Regions from separate parts of the Rattus norvegicus genome. Here region 2 is linked to region 1. The links are chromatin contacts, called in public Hi-C maps. All regions are on one chromosome and are shown on one strand. The core of a region is the stretch at or near the end of the contact, and the rest is flanking DNA. Distances in the headings are between cores, read along the strand shown.

The links. Hi-C and Micro-C count contacts between places; a contact is called where the count stands out from the background.
Region 2: a contact with region 1 is called in a Hi-C map of liver, with 3 times the contacts expected there. The contact joins two enhancer-like sites. A contact is called at or near these places in 2 of 12 Hi-C or Micro-C datasets (frontal cortex and liver).

What each region holds. Positions count from the first base shown.
Region 1 is chr17:65,650,600-65,654,269 of GRCr8, reverse strand. All of the region lies in intron 1 of Dip2c (disco-interacting protein 2 homolog C), which reads left to right. Among named protein-coding and RNA genes, the nearest start is that of Dip2c, 71 kb to the left of the region's middle. Within about 2 kb of position 2,014, at least 16 of the 93 cell types and tissues checked have an H3K27ac peak or open chromatin away from gene starts, as enhancers often do.
Region 2 is chr17:65,808,544-65,812,213 of GRCr8, reverse strand. No RefSeq gene overlaps it. Among named protein-coding and RNA genes, the nearest start is that of Dip2c, 87 kb to the right of the region's middle. Within about 2 kb of position 1,888, at least 34 of the 93 cell types and tissues checked have an H3K27ac peak or open chromatin away from gene starts, as enhancers often do.

The sequences.
Region 1 (3,670 bases), core at 765-3,264:
AAAATGTGTCCTGGAAACTGCGTAGCCATACCTTTTTCTGTGAGTTTGGAAACAGGCAAATTGCCTTTCTCTCTTGCATAGAACAAACAATAGTCTTTGGTTCAGAAATAGTACTAAATGGTTGGTGATGTCATCTCTGATCCTGATGCTCGTACTAAGTATTGGGATTACTCATCTTAAGCGGAGGACACTGAAATCACCTGAAGTCTCGTTTGTTATTAGAGCAGGTGTCAAAGGCAGAGCTGGGTGGCTGGAGTGATAACTAATTGTTAAAGTGCTCAGTATATAAGTACCTGAATTTGTTTCCTAGAACCCGCATAAAAAGCCATACGTGGTAGTTTACACTTAAAGGTCCCGGTGCTAGGGAAGTAACAACAGGCAGATTACTGGAGTACTTACCTCCAGGTGTATGAGATACCTCGCTTCAAAATGATAGGGCCAATGTCCTTCTTCCGGTCTCCTCTGGTTTCCACATACATTGCAGATGACACAGGAGGTCCGTTTGACTTAGAGACTTAGTTCTCACTGCACTGCTTTCTCATGCTAACAGAGTCCCTTTCCTCTGTTGACTTAGTTGCAGAACTCAGAGGTGGGAGACATTTTTAAATTTAAGTTATCCTGTGTGTATGGGTGTGTGTGCCTGTGGCACAGCAGCATGTGTGTGTGGAGGTCAGAGGACAACTCCTCCCGTGTGGCACCAACTTACATTCTTGTTCAGGAGGAGAGTGATGTCCATGGCAGCAGTAGTCTTCGGGGAACATTAAATTGAATTATAATATTTAATGACGATGCATTTGAAAAGATAAATTACAAATATAGTCCTTTAGTCACAGGTGACTGCTGCCTCCTGCATTAGACAAAGCAAAGTTCTGAAAGATAGCTCTGTGCCAGAGTGGGGCGCCTTGGCAGAAGATCCTCTGACCTCTGAAAGGTCCACAGGCCTTTGGCTGTGAAGGGATTCTGATGCCTGATGAAGAGCTTGCTGGTGCTGGCTGCTGGCTTCTCTCTCAGCCTATAGATAGCGAGTGATATGCGGACTACTGTGAATCGTACTATGACAGAGTTAGCATGTTAGCGTTTAGGTGCTCTGTTTAGAGAGAGCTAAGTGACAAGCCAGACTGCGTGGTGTCTGAGGGCAGCTCTGTGTTTCCTTGGCTGGGCTCCCTTATCTTTGAGTCTGTAGGGAAACACTAGCTTCACACAAGGATGGTAGGGCTTCCTGTGGTATTGATCATTATTTGTGAATGGAAAGTCACCTCTGTTTAACTTTTGGCCAGTTTGGACTCTATAGAGTTGTCTGAATTATCTGTGTGACAAAAAGTGCAGAAGAATCTTGGGGAATCAGGAAAATGCTTGATTATAAACATGTTTGAGTCCTAGAACACTGTTTTAAAGGTAAAGGCCAGCTATGGTGGCGTGTGCTTATAACCCTAGTGTGGAGAGGAAGAGACGGATCCTTGGAGTTCACTGGCTAGCCTGTCTAATTGGAAGGTCATGTCAGCGAGAGACCCTATTTTATATTATTTTTAAATTTATTTATTTGATGTGAGTACACTGTAGTTGTCTTTAGACACACCAGAGAGGACATCGGATCCCTATTACAGATGGTTGTCAGCCACCATGTGGTGGCTGGGAACTGAACTCAGGACCTCTGGAAGAGCATGTAGTGCTCTTAACCACTGAGCCATCTCTCCAGCCCGAGACCCTATATTAAAAAATGAATGACACATGAACACAAAGGTGGCTGTTGATTAGAGTCTGTTGGTGTATTTAGGTGTTTTATTGTTGTTGTTTTTTTTTTTTTTTGAAAGGAAAAATTCTTTGAATGTTTGCTGAGTTTGCTCTCTGGTTCTTAGTAGCAAAGTGCTATAGTTGATTCAGATTACTGACTAGGAATACAGTCCTTGGTCTCATATACCCAAGGTTATAGAGGAGGCATTAGAATATCTTGAGCTGGAGAAAGGTGCCAGGTCAGGTAACGGTTTGAGATTGAGAAGGATTTGGTTAGAAAGTTCTATGCTCTACCTTTCTTACCAGGCTGCTGGCCTGGGCCTTGAACTACAGGAGTACATGAGTGAAAAAGCTGCTTTCTTGGGTTGAGAGAAGAAGCTGTTGACCTCCATTCTCAGGCCGCAGTTCCTCCTATAGAGTCCTATGGAACCTATGACATTATAATATAGTAGCAAACTGTGCAATTGCTCTAATTACCTGCTGTTAAGTCCCCATCCTAATTATCATTAATTAGAAACAGCGATAATTATGAAAAGAGGTAAGGAATCTGAGATATGCTAGGTGGAAACTATTGCAGTTGTTTGCCTGCTCAGGCCTTGCCAAGAATATGAAACCAGTGGAACCAATTTTAGGCCTTGAATTGGCTCCAAATCAGATTCCTTTGCTGGCTCATGTTCCCTCAGCTGCTGCAGATCTCGGGTCTGGCTGCACAGTCCAGGCATCAGAGTCTCAACTCACATGCCAGAATGTGCTTCTTATTTATAGAAAATCACACCACCTTATTGTCTGTTTGAGCTGATACTTTATAGGTGTGGAAACTGAGGCTGAGGGAAGGTCACACTCTTGGCTATGTTCAAGCTCTTGGGTGGTGGCAAGTCACTACCACCTGGCACTTGGGCTGTGAGGTTGGTTGTGGATGCTGATGGGGATGCAAAGGCCATCCCGGCAGCACTTGCTCTGTGTCAGGATAGGAGACACTAGAAAGCCCAACATTGTTTGGGAATGAGAACTTTCATTCTCATCAAGTGCTACTTTAGCTTGTCTTCTCCCTGTGAGGTGGAGGTACAGGTGAGCACACCTCTCCTTTACTTTGTTTGGCCTTGGACTGGGGAGCAGGTTACAGCATTGCTGGAGAATTGGACTCCTTGAACAGAGACTGTCTGATTACACTTGTTCATTAAGTGAATCTGTCACTGGTTGTCTAGTAGGTCTGTCAGTGAGCTTGTCCAGAGATGGAATTCTCTAGGGCTGTGTGTCCCTTTCTGCTATATCTTAAAGCTAAGCAAGCAAGATCTTTGTGTTTTGCTTTTTTGTTTCTTTCAAAGTTTTATATATATTTGTTTTACCTGCATCTTTGTGTACCATACGTATGCCTGGTGCCTATGGAAGCTAGAAGAGGGTGTTGAATCTCCTGTAACTGGAGTTCGGGGATGGTCGTAAGCACTGTATGGTACTGGGGAACTGAGCCAGGTCCTCTGCAAGAGCAGAGTGCTCGTAACCACTGAGAACTTGTATTTTTATGCACTCTGAGTGACTAGTATCTATACATATAAAATTTGTGTGCCAGTGGACTTTTGTAATACCTGCCCTCATAGCATTTTGAGGCTCTTGTACCTTGTCATATTTATTTTTTAACCCAAAGCATATGCTATTTAATTGTTTCAAGTAAGTAAAATACATGCTGAACTTTTCTCCTGAAAAACCTTACTCCAGAAAAGTTTCTCTGATGGAAAATGTTTGAAAATGCAGACAAAAGAGGGCTTTTGGTAGGGAAGATAATCCTAGATGTGTCTCTTTAAGATCGTGAGGGTTCACTGAACTGAGAACGGGACCCCTGTTGCAGGAACTAGAGAAAGGACTGGAAAGAGCTGAAGGGGCTTGCAACACCATAAGAACAATAATGCCAATCAACCAGAGCTTCCAGGGACTAAACCACTAC
Region 2 (3,670 bases), core at 639-3,138, 160 kb before region 1:
TAGGATGAACACGATTGTCCACCCAGCCGCCATCATCACCACCCGTCTGCAGAACATTTCATCCTCCCAAACTGCGGCCCCGCCTCTTCGAAGCACCAACTCCTTCCTATGTCCTGGCAACCAGGGTCTACATCCTGCCTCTGTGTATCTGACTATTCTAGGGGCTTTACACAGGGAGTCATTAGGCAGACATTGGCCTTTGTATAACATTGCACTTGGCACAGTGCCTCAAGGCTCATCCACATGACAGCCACCATTTTCTTCCTATTTTTAAAATTCTTGCGATTTTTTTATTTGTTTGTTTGCATGTATATGTGGTGCATGTGTGTGCCGGCCCTTGCATGCACGGGGGCCAGAGGAGGATGTAGGAGGCCCTGTGCCATCACTGATTTACGCCCCCATGAGGCAGGCTGTCTCACGGAACATGGAGTTAGGCTGGTAGCCAGCAAGCCCCAGGAATCCTCTTGCCTCTGCCCCTCTACTACTACACTGGGGTTATAGAATCCCTTGACACGGATTTTGGGGATTTGAACTCAGATCCTCACGCTTGTATGTCAGAGCTGTTACCTGTTAAGCCATTTTCCCAGCCCTCCTCGCTACCTTTAAAGCTGAGTCTGCGTCGTGTGTGTACCCAGCGTGTTCTGTTTATTCCTCTCTCACGGATGCTTGCCCAGCCTCCACCTCCTGGCTGTTTTCCACATGATGGGAGTGGAGAGGTAAGCAGGCATCTTTGGAGACCCAGCTTTTAATTCTTCAGGGTGTATACTCAGAAATGGGACACCATGGAGAGTTCGTTGTCTCCTGGAGGGTGTTTCACGTTTATGCTGCCCTCTCTACCACCCATGACCCAGTTGCAAGTGAGTTCCTCCTTCTGGAGCCTTGGTTGGTCCTAGCCCAGTTGCAGAGCAGAATCTCCTTGCCTTGTTATGGCACATAAGCCAGTGTTGATACCATGCCCTTGGTCCCCAGGCCATACTCAAAGCTGAACACAGGAGTTTAGGCACGTGGGGGCTGCATGCCCTCAGGTGGCTGGAGGCATTTGTCACCACAGAGCTAGTCATGTCTCTAGTGCTAAGGGCCCTAAGCCTGCTGTAGTTCTGTAACCACCAGGAGGAATGAAGATGTTCCAAAGATGTATGCATGTTTGTCTCTTAACTTGAGTTAAGGGCTCTTGAGTGTGGAAACAATGGATGCCTCAAACTAGAATTTCCCAAGGAATCTAACTTTCCTGGCCTTGGCCCTTGGGTGGGCACAAGTGACTGTGGTTGGTTATATGCTCAACAGAGATGCTAACAGAACAGTAAAGACACACATGGAGGGAGAAAGTGGGGGGGAGAGAGAGAGAGAGAGAGAGAGAGAGAGAGAGAGAGAGAGAGAGAAAGGGAAGGGAAGGGAAGGGAAGGGAAGGGAAGGGAAGGGAAGGGAAGGGAAGGGAAGGGAAGGGAAGGGAAGGGCAGGCTAACCATTTCTCCACCCAGACCCTTATGAGTCACATACTCTATGTATCCCATGCTGGTGTCCTAGGACCCCTGCTGCAAGAAACTCTGAAGAGTTGCTGTTGTTCTCAAAGAACCCCGAGATACACTACACAAGTGACTTAGTGACAGCTTGAGGCAACTTCACATTATGAACCTCCCACTGTAGCCAGGATACCAACCCTACATTCTCCAATGTAGCCTGAACCCTGTTCCACCCCCACTCCTCTCCCCTGCATCCCTTCCCGGGAGTGCAGCACACTAATCCCTTAGAAGCAGGGTTAACCCTCCCTGAAGGAGGTCCACGAGCCCAGCGGTTCTGTGTAGGCAGTGCCCGTCTAATTGTGTGTGCTCAGTGTGCCAGACTCCGCCTCTTGGACTTCAGGCTTCTGTAAAGTCTAGCTCGGTACTGGGTATTCTGATTCACCAACTCGGAGCCTCCTGAGACGTCTAAAAATGGCACTTCCGAGCCGTGACTCAGTGATGAAGGAGGCATTTGGTTCTGTTCCTTCTCCTGAGTAGGAAGGCATGACTCATCCCTCCTCCTTGCCTGGGGCTTGGGAAAAGCCTTTGACGCTAACACCCTGGCTCTACGCTGGACCTGGGCTGTGGAGTCAGCTCTCTCTGCCTTTAAGTGGGCATAGTTCTGCTCCCCACCCCAGGTGAGGGTGGATGAAGGAGAAATGAGGTGAAGATTTTGAGTGGCTGAGTCGAATGCCAGCAGGGACCCCTCGTTTGCTTTGTCCTGCCCTCCCTGACAGACTGGCCTTTCTGAGACAGCGTCTACCTCAGCTGCCACATTAGATCAAACTGTCAGGTGGAAGTCCTGGCCCCCTGAACAAAATGTCCCCACAGTCATGGGAGGGGTCATAGGTGGACGTGCAGAGGCCAGAAGGTGACCTCTGCTGTTGTTCCTGAAGAGCTGGCTACCAGTTCTTTTCTGAGACAAGGCCTTGCCTGGAACTCATTCAGTAGAAGACTAGCTAGCGATAGGGCCCCAGGGATCTGCCTGTCTCAGCCTCTGCCACTGGAACTACAAGTTTGCACCATGGTGTCCAGCTCCTGCATGGGTTTTCATGCAGAGATGGAATTCAGGTGCTCAAGCTTGCAGAAGAAGCCATATTCCAAGCCCTCCCCACCCCACCCCCCACAGCTTTTATTTATTTTTCCTTCTTTTTTTTTTGGAGCTGGGGACTGAACCACCCAGGGCCTCGAGCTTGCTAGGCAAGCGCTCTACCACTGAGCTAAATCCCCAACCCATTCCTTCTTTTTTTTTTAAGTTACAGATTTATTTAGTTAGTTAATCAGTTATGTGTCTGAGTGCGTTGCCTGTGAGTATATACATTCACCATGTTCCTGCCTGGTTATGTAGGTTGAAGGTCAGAGGAAGGCTTCGGATCCTTTGGGGCTGGAGTTATAGATGATTTGAAGCCACCATGTGGGTGCTGGGAATCAAACCAGGTTTCTCTGCAAGAGCGACGTGCTCTTCATCGCTGCGTTCTCGCTCCAGCCCAGCTTCTTACTCCCCACTTTCTCCAGGGTGTGTCCAGATAAAAGGTCATCCTCCAGTTCCTATCAAACCTGAGGCCAGTCTGGATTACATGAGACCTGTGAGGGGGGAGGGGGAGAGGAGGGAGAGGAGGGCATGGAGAGGAGGGAGAGGGGGAGGAGAGGGTTGGGGGTTCAGGGGTAAAAATGACCCACTTAAGCTTTGCATCAAACTTAGACAATGCCCGGCGCTGCTGACAGTAACCGTCATGAGCATGAGAGCCATTACATAGTGACAGAAGCTGCTGGCTGGAAGGATTTCCCACTGAAACATTCCCGTGTGTCCCAGATTTTCAGGCACAGTTTGATTGAGCATACACCATGAAAAAAGCTTCTTCAAAACGAGGGAGGGTTCCCTGGTTTCTCCCACCACTGCAATCACGGCTGGGTATGCAGGGCAGGCTGAGTGCATCCCTGGCTGACTGCCAGGCCTTGAAGGGGAGCTTAGATTGCTTAGACGGGCTGCACTGAACCTAACTTATAAATAATCCAAGAGATCCGAGCTGCCTCCCCCCAGGCCTGGCCTGCTGTGAGCTGCGCCCAAGGAGATCTGGGCAGGGCTCAGCAGAGCTGCTTCACTTTGATGCCACAGAGCACCAATGAGATGTGAGGATTCCCAGTAAGACTTCAGCCCCAGTGTCCAGGAT